2 separate regions of the Zea mays genome follow, and region 2 is linked to region 1. Evidence: chromatin contacts called from public Hi-C data. All regions are on one chromosome and are shown on one strand. Each heading gives the region's core, a stretch centred on a gene start, on an enhancer-like site or on the middle of the called end of the contact. The rest is flanking DNA. Distances are from core to core; before and after follow the strand shown. Region 1 holds the start of LOC100275213. Region 2 holds the start of LOC100280894 (serine/threonine-protein kinase NAK).

Evidence for each region. A called contact is a pair of places that touch in the nucleus more often than the background predicts.
Region 2: a Hi-C map of leaf shows a contact between it and region 1, with 6 times the contacts expected there. The contact joins the promoter of LOC100280894 here to the promoter of LOC100275213 in region 1. A contact is called at or near these places in 2 of 25 Hi-C or Micro-C datasets (ear and leaf).

The regions. Positions count from the first base shown.
Region 1 is chr3:189,411,466-189,417,129 of Zm-B73-REFERENCE-NAM-5.0, forward strand. LOC100275213 reads right to left here and starts at 1,605. Exons shown (of 3, transcript NM_001371646.1): 1 at 1,312-1,605; 2 at 1,161-1,224; 3 at 569-900. The coding sequence starts at 1,566. The coding sequence ends at 731. It overlaps LOC103651060 (Sec1/munc18-like (SM) proteins superfamily), which reads left to right. Exons shown (of 2, transcript XM_008676657.3): 2 at 1-681. The coding sequence ends at 116.
Region 2 is chr3:189,794,066-189,799,575 of Zm-B73-REFERENCE-NAM-5.0, forward strand. LOC100280894 (serine/threonine-protein kinase NAK) reads left to right here and starts at 3,692. Exons shown (of 5, transcript NM_001371675.1): 1 at 3,692-3,829; 2 at 4,244-4,917. The coding sequence starts at 4,264.

The DNA.
Region 1 (5,664 bases), core at 355-2,854:
CCGCGGAGGAAGCAAAGATCGGTGTTGGGTTTACAGTGATGCCGGGCTTTAAGATCGGATGCACTATCGTCAGGTGCAGGGTGTACCTGTCTATGCTCAACGCAAGAGGCATCTAGACACATTATTATATAAATAACTACATAATTAGGTAAGCAAAACGCAATAGCTTTGTAAGTGCTCCACAGTTCTATAAATAAGCCTGCAGTTGGAAGCTCCTCTTGTATTATGACAAGGAACACGAGCTAATAATAGATGACCTCCAGAGCAGTGTTCTAAATAGTGGGAAAACGAGTTTATCCCCAAACTTCTAAAAAGTGCAAATATCGGGATATATCGCGATATAGCTGGATATATCGGGATATATTGGGCTAAACGGCGTAACTTTTCGCTGCTAAAATGGATATATCTGGATATATCGACCGCTATAGCCGGTTATTTAAAACCTTGCTCCAGAGTACTACTAATTTGCTTGTCGTGAAGGAGTCGAACTATCTAAATATTTTCAGTAGTTTGTTCTTGATCTTTGTGGGTCGTGGGTTCATGGTCGACTTGAATACACTGAAGAGGGAGTCGGAACTATGGAACGCGCTGATGCTCATCAGTACATACCAATCCATTTGGAAAATTGTGCACAATCTTGTCCCCTTTGAAGCCACAACAACACTACCTATATATTGTACTCTCTAACCACGAGCGAGCGAGACAACGCTTTCGACGGACGCAGCATAGTTCATCTGGCGAAGATTTTGGCGAAAAAGTTCGTCGGTTTGGGGTTCTCCAGGCACGCAACGTGAGCGTATCTTCCTAGCTTGTCAACCTGCCTCGGCTCCCCCCTTGTGTCCTTCTTGCAGATCTTGCAGGTCTTGTCGACCCAACCCTCCTCCACGTATTGCCCGTCGACTGAAATTCGAAACCAATTTGGTTGGTCGTCAATCGTCGATAACTTGATATTCTCTCTTGTTAGGAATAAAAAAGGATGTGTGCGATAATATATTTTCAGTGGACACTACTTTCAATCTTTCATCATACTACACTTGTTTCCAAAAAAAACTACACGGATTATTCAGTGATGCAGTGCTAATCTGAATACCAGTAGGCAATATACGGGCCTGTTCACTTGGCGTTTAAATATTCTCACGGGAAAGGTGTAGATAAGATACCTTCAACATATGACTTGAAGAAATCCTGGTAGGTGCCACCAATCTTCCGCCTAAGTGCTCCGTACTTCATTGCAAATCAAACAACAAATAAATCAGATTACGGATGATAACATAACATTATCGAGCCGCAGTTGCTTTGCATGATACACACCTGCTCCCTCGTCATCCTCCCTCCACCTCTGGTGGACTCCCTGGCCTCGTACAGCAGCTCGGCGTCCTTCTCCGACCGGACCTGCGAGAAGTCCAGCGCCTCGGTGATGCTTCCGAAGAGGGACTGCTTGTCGCCCTCCTCGTCTCCCTTCGCATAAGCTCTCACTGATCTGGGGCCGCCGCCGCTCGGCCTGGTTTGGTGAGCTCCAAACGAGGAGCTCCTGGAAGGGGTCAGCGGAAGCGCTCTCATGGCCATTGCTTTTGCTTCAGGAGTTCAGGTGAAAGTGGTTCTTACAGGTTCGCCCAGCGATCCGGCCTTTCTATATGGAGGACCAGCAAGCAGCGGCGGCGCGTCAGCTGTTGTGTGGTGGCAACAAGGCTACGTGGTGCAAAGCAGGCCTGCTGAAACGAGAGGGAGATTCTGGCCCAGTGCGACGTGGGCGTGCTCAGGCTTCAGAGTTCAGACGTGACGAGGGCGCTGCGTCTGCCTCCCTGTAATAACCGCTGCGTGTGGCCCAGGAAGTAGAAGGAAGCTGGTTGCATGCCCGATCTGGTGACTCACGACTGGGCGCTGCGTGGCTGGTTTACCTGAACTGTACAGAAAGGGATATTTGTGGATCACAGAAACACTCTGCATGATAACGCATAAACGAGGGGAAAAAGAAGGTACTTGAGCTGTGTTGGGCTTAGGGTTTCTCTATTGTGATTGAGAGGGTATTAGATGAAAATGCAGTTTGTTACGTCTATTTCTATATTAGAGAGAGCTCTGTCTCCCTACTGTGATTTATGGTGGGTTAGTTGTGAATTACGATCTTATCCATGTATATCCATATTTTCTCTCTTCTCTATAACTGCATATATCAGCAATATATAAACATCGGTTGTTGCCCCTAGAGAGCATTGAGCCAAGCCAATTAACAGGGCACATGATTCTCTGGAAGGGGACATTAGTGCATAGCGCCTTGCATTAGCTAGCTTGAAAGTAACCATGTGCACCGTGCGCGGTACCATCAATGCCTCAATCGTAGACATGGTTTGTTTATCTACTTTGCTTGGCCTGGCTGTCTCCCGATCAGTACAAGGTGCAACACTGACAATCTGACATAGAGCCCCGAGAAGTCCTGGCTTTGCTTTTAACCTGGATGAGTTCAGCTCTAGAAAGCATCAAGCTCTCTAGGTGGTTTATTCTAATCTAGGATCTCCAATTACTCGTGCGTACGTAGTGTCTGGATGCCGGACACTGATTGCTAATACCTCTGACCTTCCGGATCAAAAGAACACGGGCTGCGTGCAGCCTTTTTCAATGTATTGATTAATGAACAGTTGTGCATATATGCTAAGCTTGCTGATGAGTGAGCGAGGGGGGTCACACGGAAAACATTTGGGCAGGTGGGCCTCAGTTGCCACAATCTCCATGATGGCCTGCCTCGTAGCAATGTCTCCGCTTGATTGACTCCATCCCCCATCAGAGATCGTCGTAGCATTCAGCAGCATCGATGCTGAAACAATCATGGCCTTTCGTTGGTCTCCCGCAGGGCCCTTGTGATCGAATCAACGTCACACAACGCCCCGCCGGCGAACAGTTGCCGGTCCTTTTTCTGTCTTATCGTGAACTGCTGTGTGGGGAGTGGGGGCTGAGAAGAGATGGCAGGGGAAAAAAACAGCTGGAGGTTCGCTCGAGCTCACCTGGGCCAGACTAATCATACAGTGCTATGTTTTTTTTATTTTTATGGACCCAATGCTATATACGTAGTTTAAAATATGTTGATAAATTTTTGGTACATATATTTTTTATTTTATATACAATAAAAATATACAATTTATGTTCTAAATGAGACTTAGTTTGATGGCTCGCGATCGGATAGCGAGCCTGAACGAGTCTAAGCCAAACCTAATTTCTCAGCTCGCTATATGACCGAGCTACACCGACCCGAGCTCGGTTCATTTTTGGCCCTACCCTTTGCTTCAATGTGCACACTGTTTTTGTAATTCTTAAAACAAATGCTAATTAAACTCATGTATAAGTAGACCTTTTTAAAAATTCTGTTTTATGGGTTATTAGGAGAAACACGAGGCAAAGCCCATATAATTTCGACACAAGAAAGGACGGACACCGTACCGTCAGGGCTCAGAGGATACTGTGAAGCAATGCATACTGTTTTTGTGAAGTTGTGGTGTTTCTTAGAGATTAATGGCGAGAGGCTAAGAATATTTTGTTGCTAATTAAACAGCCTCCGATCCGATGGAGCACTGTTACACTGGAATGGCAGTTGGCAACGACCAAGAAGAAATTAAATGAACTATATGTATCGCACAACACTGGTAAAGTGGTAAGAGCATGTACAACATCATTTAATTTGTGGTTTCTTGAGTGGGTATCTAAACGGTTATCTGAAGAAAAAAAATACAAGAGATAAGCTCTTCGCGAAGTGTCCGTCTTTTCCTGACTTTCTATATATTGTCTCTTAGCTTTATTTATGATACAGTGTCTCAGGTTTGTATTATACAGACTCTTAACTGTCTTTTATACTTAGAAAACTCAACAAGTCTCGGGGTTGCACATACCCTAATGTCCGCATTGGGGAACTCTAAACAACACGCTATGAGGATATAACTACATATGGAGTAAGAAACTACTGCAGGAGTACCTCGACGGACACCCTAAACGCATGGAAGACAGCAAGAACGTCATATATAGAGTCTTTACAGTTGTACTCTAAATCTCTCTCCGATGTGGCATTTTGGTCTATGATTGGCTAAGAGTGGTCCGGAGACCGCGATGCTAGTTAAGGTACAGAGTAATAAGTATGATTGTAAAGAATTGTGGTATATGATAAGGATAGAATATCTATTTAGGGTTAGTTCGGGAACCCTATTTTCTAAAGAAATTTTTATTTTCTCTAGAAAAATTAGTTCATTTTCTATTTAAAAAATATGACTTTTTTAGAAAAATATTGTTCCCAAACCAATCCTTAAAATAAAAATTTAGAATAATACGACCGCGAAATAACATATAGAACCGGAGCACAGGCACCGAGGCACGCATGGTGAGCTGGACGGCAAAGGGAGGCAAAAGATGAAGGCAGCGTATCTTATGCACATGCCTACGGCTGTGCACATATGCACATCTCCCATCCTGTCCCTCCAACCACGATCCGATGGTCACCGTTACTTTAACACTTAACCCCCCGCAGCCTGTCATGTGATGTGGATTATTTCTTGCAAAAACCCCCCGCTCTCCTTCTTCCCCAAACGGCAAACAGACCAGACTCATTGGCTTCTCGTAGAAGGACCACGAAGCCACCATTGGAGTCGACGCCGACATCGTTCCAGTCTGCAGCTGCCCTCGCCGAACGCCGTTCTCGTCGCCGCTAGAGCCTACACCTGTCGCCGCCACCTGCTCATCGCCGGGCCCGAGGACACTGCAACATGGCGCCGCCGCCACCGGCATGCCCTAACCGTGGTGGCTTGATGGAGCTTCTTAACGTCATGGACGCGCGACGGGTAGACGACCCTACTAGCAGCGTGGACGCCATGGACCCTGCTCCCTTTCAACTCACCGCTCTTGTTGAAGCCGGTGCATCCGTGGAGCCCAACCGTTCTGTCCATGGTATTGTTCAAGCTTCGTGTCATGCTGACTCTTGTGAGGGATTCAGTACACCTAAAAAAGATCCAATTAGTTCAACATCGGTGAGCAATTTTTGTCCCTCATCCAATTTGTTCAACATTCATGAATGTCAGGAGCTCGCACTTTGACTTGAATACTTGATAAATCATTAATATATCTCATTGCAGTCATCGTGGTTTGTACCTCATTGCAAGGAAGAGAGACTCAAGCCCGTCGTTGGAATGTCATTTGACACTCTTGATGAAGTGGAAGAATTCTACAAAACATATGCACATGAAAGCGGGTTTTCTGTTCGTATAGGAGCTCAAGCTAAGAAAAGTGATGTGGTTGAGAATAAGAGATTTGTGTGTTCAAGGGAAGGATTCACAAAGAGATGTGCTCAACTAAACAAGCAAAAGAAGCACTCAGAGACAAGATGTGGATGCAATGCGCGTATATATGTGAGGTTGAATCAGGACAGTAAGTACTATATCGCTTCTTTTGTTGAGGAGCATAACCATGGTCTAGTGTCACCTAATAAAATTCCTTTTCTCCGATCCAACCGTACAATCAGTCAAAGAGCCAAGACTACCTTATTCACATGCCACAAAGCAAGTATTGGTACCTCGCAAGCATATAGACTTTTACAAGTCAGTGATGGATTTGATAATATTGGATGTATGAAGAGGGACCTACAGAACTACTATCGGGGACTTAGGGAAAAAATAAAGAATGCGGATGCTCAAT
Region 2 (5,510 bases), core at 2,442-4,941, 380 kb after region 1:
CGAGCTTTACTCCCGACCGACCGGTGGGACCAGCGGGTTGGCGCGGCGCTAGGCCGATCACGACCATCGGTCGCTGTTCGGACGGGCGGGATACAGTCAAAGCCTCGTCCCGATCGTCCCTTCCTTTTCTTGGAAAAAAATTTGGTGCAGCACTGCTGCAAACCAGAGTGGTTTACAGCCCCTCACAAAAAGGAGGATAGATCCCACCTGCAGGTCCAGCAGATAACGTTTTAGTTGTATTATTGTTCCTGCGGGTGGGGTCTATCCTCCTTTTTGTGAGGGGCTGCAAACACTCTGGTTTGCAGCAGTGCTGCACCAAATTTTTTTCCCTTTTGGAAAACTAGAAACCCCTTGCCTATATTTTTTCCCGTCTTTGACTGGCCCGTCAACATCCGCGTGGGTCCCGCTGCCACCTCTATGACCTGACCAAGTGACCATGGGCTGTATAGTATAGTAGTACGCCCCTTCGAATAGGAATAGGATATTCCCTTCAATGCCCATCCTCTCTCTCTTTGACTGATAGAGGAGGGAGGGCCTTCCTTCCGCATGTACTGCGCATTTGCACCCGAGTCCTCGGATGATACTTTTCCTTCGTTTCGCGGCGAGCATGCGCCTCGCTTGGACTTTCTCTTCTCAGAACCGCTCCGTGGAAAATTCTATTCTGAAAACCAGTACGTTTTCCTTGCAGAAATTTCTGCTGAAACTATTATGCCCTTCCTCCTTCGTAGCTCTGCCAAAGCCGAAATTCAGATTTGCACTAGATTTGGCGGCGGAGTCAGTCTGACGTACAACTCCCATTTACATTTTGTTAATATACTGTATTTAGTTTCAAAAAATAACAGTGCAAAAAAGTAAACACTTGGGTCATTGGGTGATTTCGATTTAAATCGTACGGTCAGATGCGCCTGGGCGATTTCGGTTAGGTGCCAAAAAAAAATCTTGTTTGTTAGTAGCTGCGCCTGGGCTGCAAACTGCAAGTACTGCAAACAAACGTTTTAGAGCAAGTATAATAAAGTTCTATGTCACCTAAATCCTAGATGGCAAGATAAGAACACATGAGAGAGAAGAAAGTGAGTGCTTAATAAGGAATCAGATTCCAACACATTCTATGAGAAACAAGAGCATGCTTGCACCCTGACGTGGGAGTTAAGAATGTCTCTTTCTTTTTTTCAGCAAATCTAAATAATTCCTCTCTCCAATTTAGAGTCACCTAAAAATAACTTTTACTATATATATATATATATATATATATATATATTGATTTTATTGTTGACTCTAAATAACGTGGTAAGATCTAAGAACATTTAGAGCCTTCAGTTGATTCTTCTATTAGCCTTGCTCTTAGCTAATCTCAAGGCTGGTCAAACCTATGAAATGGTGCTAAGCGCAATTCTTGGCGCCATTCGAACACATATCGATTGCACCAACATCTCATATTGTTCTGCTAGCGTTTCGAGAGTAATTTCCAGAAGAAAAAAAAGATAGTTGTGTGTTCCAAGGTTTGGATCCTTCCGTTCAGTTCAACAAGAGAGGCATTTCGGCGCAGCAATGACTTCAACAAAAGATGCCTGCACGCGATCCCTTTCATAGAAAGCCAAGTAATCTTCTCTGCTTCCACCTTTTTTTTTTCCTTTGGTATAATGGTATTCACTACTCAGCTAGACCTTGTTTTAACGAACGGAGAATAGGTAGCGATATCTATCTTAGCTGACTCGTCAACAATTTGGAAGCCGTCCCGGCCGCTTGTCTCTTCACGGCACCGAGGTAGTGATATCTTAGCAGCAAAGGAAATAAAATTGAAGAGAGGAACCTCGATAGCCTACTACTATACGTTCCCAATTCCCAAATAAAGAAGAGAAGTACAAAACCCACTGTTCTTTACTAAACAAGCAAAGGTGCACCACTTTTCCCAACGAGAAAATTAAACTTCAAAGTTCAAAGAAAGAAAAATACTCCTCATTGATAATACTACCTCCGTTTTTTTACTTGACGCTGATTAGTTCAATTATATACTTAGAAATATCAATATACTAAGAAAAATACTCCTCATGGATTATGGCAATTTCAAGATTTACATGCCAGTGTCTCATGATTTACAATATAATCTAATATATTTGGGTGGAAAGAGATTCTTATAACTTGCCCCAATCCAAATAGCTAGGGCTTAGATTACACAAAAGGAAAAATAGTACTCCTTTTGTTTCAATTTATAATTTGTTTGACTTTTTAATCCAAGTTTGACCGACTCATCTTATTTAAAAAGTCTCGCAATTATTATTAATTTTTACTAGAATTAAGTATGTCTTTGATTTATTTTATTTTTATGCAAAAAATAATTAAGTCGGACCGGTTAAACTTGAGACAAAAAATGTCAAATGAATTATAAATTAATAATAAGATGGAGGGAGTATTTGGTAGTATATCATGAGTCATTTTTGTTGCCATGGCAGGTCGGCAGCTCATGACACCATGGTTGTAGCACGCAGCAGATATGTTTAGTAGTTATGGTGTCTTGGTGTGACAAGAAATTTGGACGCGTTGCCTTTGTATTTTTCTCCACAAAACCTTGCCAAATTATATATGATGCCGTTTTAATCCGCCATACATTATTATGATATTATCCTTCTCCATCTTATTTGACAACAGAGAGAAAGAATTACTCTAGAAATTACGATCTCCCTGCTTGTCAATTCTGCTTGGTAGTTGGTAGTGTACATTTTCTTTTTTTAATTTCTAGTAATTTGATACAAACTCTATGACATTTAAATCCTAAGATTAGATTAAGAGAAACTTAAAATATAACTAGTCATATGCCCGTGCATTGCTACAGTTTTTATATATAACGTATTATAAATTTTGTTTTAATAAAGCACAAAACATATGTTTTCTATTGATTAGTTGGGTGTGAATGTGAAGCCAACAACTAAGCTTCAAACATTCACTTATACATAATTTTACCTTATTTTTTACATAAACTCTTCTATTATAGTGTTAGAGAAGAGATTATTAGAGTGCAGGTTGATTCTAAAGAAATATAAGGTTTTTTTGAAAAATATTGACACGGAACGACCGTTGAAACTAATGCTTTAATATAATAGAGATTAATGGAGTGAAATATAAAAAGCTATCTCGTAATATCGTTCTATTTTTGACCGGGCGGCTTTTCTTCTATTTGCTCTTTTAACCTTCGTTTACTTTTCCTCGCCCTCGTTACCTTCGTAAGAAACTGTTTGTTTTCACAGAGCTAAAGTTTAGCATAATATACTTTTACTAATGTTTAGAATATATGAAACTAATCAGACATACTAAAATGACAATGCTAAAGTTTAGCATCTATTAGCATATTAGCTCTTTCTTTAGTGCTAAAGTGTGCTAAAAATGTTCCCTAAACCAATAACGTTCTCTTCCTTTTCTTTAGCACCCCTATCAAATAGAAGTAAAATGCTAAACTTTAGTCTATTCTTTATCACTGCTAAAATTTAACACCCTGCTGAAGTTCAGTAGCACATAAAATCTAAATATATCATTACTTGTTACTTTGACCAATTATATTAGACTGTGTCTAGCAGTTAATTTATATAAGTCATCTAAAATACTGTTTTATATTGTAGATACGACAATAGATGAGAAGACAATCACTACTATTTACTACTAAGACATCGCAGTCGCAGACCCGATCTGCTTATATATACTCCCATCCGTTCCATTCCTGCTTGTTCTTCCAATCCCCCCTCCCCCGGCGTGCGCTCCCTCCTGTCTCTCTTGGCGACGACTGGGCAACGGTCGCAGCTGTATGTTCGAGCCCTTCGCCGACGACGTTCACCACCAGGTACGGACGCCACTTTCCCCTCCCGCTGTGCGAAACCGAGCACCCAAACCCTAACTTACTATTTGTATTCGGATCTGATCTAATTACAGGTCCTACTTACTTCGATTGTTTTGAAAAAAATACCCGGGGGTGTAGATGTGTTCATCCGTTTCCTTTTACTGGGTCCATCCTGTCTCTACTTTGCTGGTGATGGGTTCACTTTCGAAGTGTGATTATTCAGCTAGGAATTTTCATCTGTAATAACTTGACGCATTTTGCATTGTCTGTTGTTCAGGATTTTGCTTCAGTAGATGTCATACCTGATACATAGCATAAGTTTTGTGTTTAAATTGACTAAGTATGTTAGGGTAACACGGATCTGTTTATTTTTTTCCAATATGTGATAACATTTCGATTTTTTTAAAAATTATGCAGGAATTTTCTCAGCTGTGCCAATGATGGGTTGCTTCACTGTTCTCAGATCCAAGAAGAAGAAAAGCCATTTTGATAATCCTCTTGTCCCAAGCAAGAAATCAGTTGATGCAAGGGAAAGTACGTCCTCTAGACTTCCGGAGCCAGAAGTTCATGTGCCATCTTTGCAATCAGCTCCTCCTAGTTTTAGGAACAGGGTCAAGATATCCGAGTCATCAAATGAAGTTTCAAACAGAAACAGCAGGGCTCGCGTGCTGTCTGCTCCATCAGCCCTTATTGTGGTTGATCAGTTTGGCTTTCCATATTCGGAATACCGAGATCAAGATGACTCCAGGGATAAGGAAGGTTTGACAAAGGGGCATCGCTTTTCAAATCCTTTGCCCCTTCCTCTTCCTTCACGCGAAGGACATTCTTTTAGGAACTCTGGTAGCTTCAAAGCCAGCAACGTAAGCGGGCCATTGGAGATGTCTGGCCCTCTCCCATTGCCTCTAAAGAAATGTGATGGACTTAGAATCTTCTCTTATGAGGAGATTTCATCTGCCTGCCAACGATTTTCTAGTGATCAGTGTGTTTCAGAAACACTTGGTTCAACATCATACAAGGCAACATTTAGAGATGAATTTATTGATACGAGGACCACTGAAGCAACAGTAGCTCGATTACTCCCCTCCACTCAGGTACCTTTCTCAGCCATTGATCTTCAAACATGTGTCTGCTGTATTTATGACATAGTTTCATACTTCATGGACATACCATTCTGTAATTTTGCATCATTAATTATTCTGTTAAGGATCTGAATTCAGGCTAGAGTATAAGATTCATTTTGTGGGCATGTGGTCAAATGCCTACTGTGCTGACATATGCTAGGCTAGCCCCATAATTAATATACCATTACATTTTTTGAATGCTAATTAGGACCGCAGCAGGTGTGAGGTTAGGTAACAAGTTTCTGAAGCAATCATGTAGTTGATCTTGCCTTTACTATTTACTACAAGATGCTTTATGTACTCTTTCTCATTTGTTCTTTGTTTTGTCTCCAGTCATTTCTTATGTTACCCCAGGCCTGGTTAATGTTTGTTTTGGATTGGTTTTTGAGATCTCATGCCTTCTATTGCATGTAGGTTTAAATGTGTGCCTTTCCTTGATGTAGAGAACTTTGGTCTAATAACCCACTCAGGAAATATTTTGGAGTAAATGCAGAGCTAACTTGAAATGGTTGTTATAACTTAAAAATTCTAAATGATCAATTGGACATTATTACGTGTTCTAC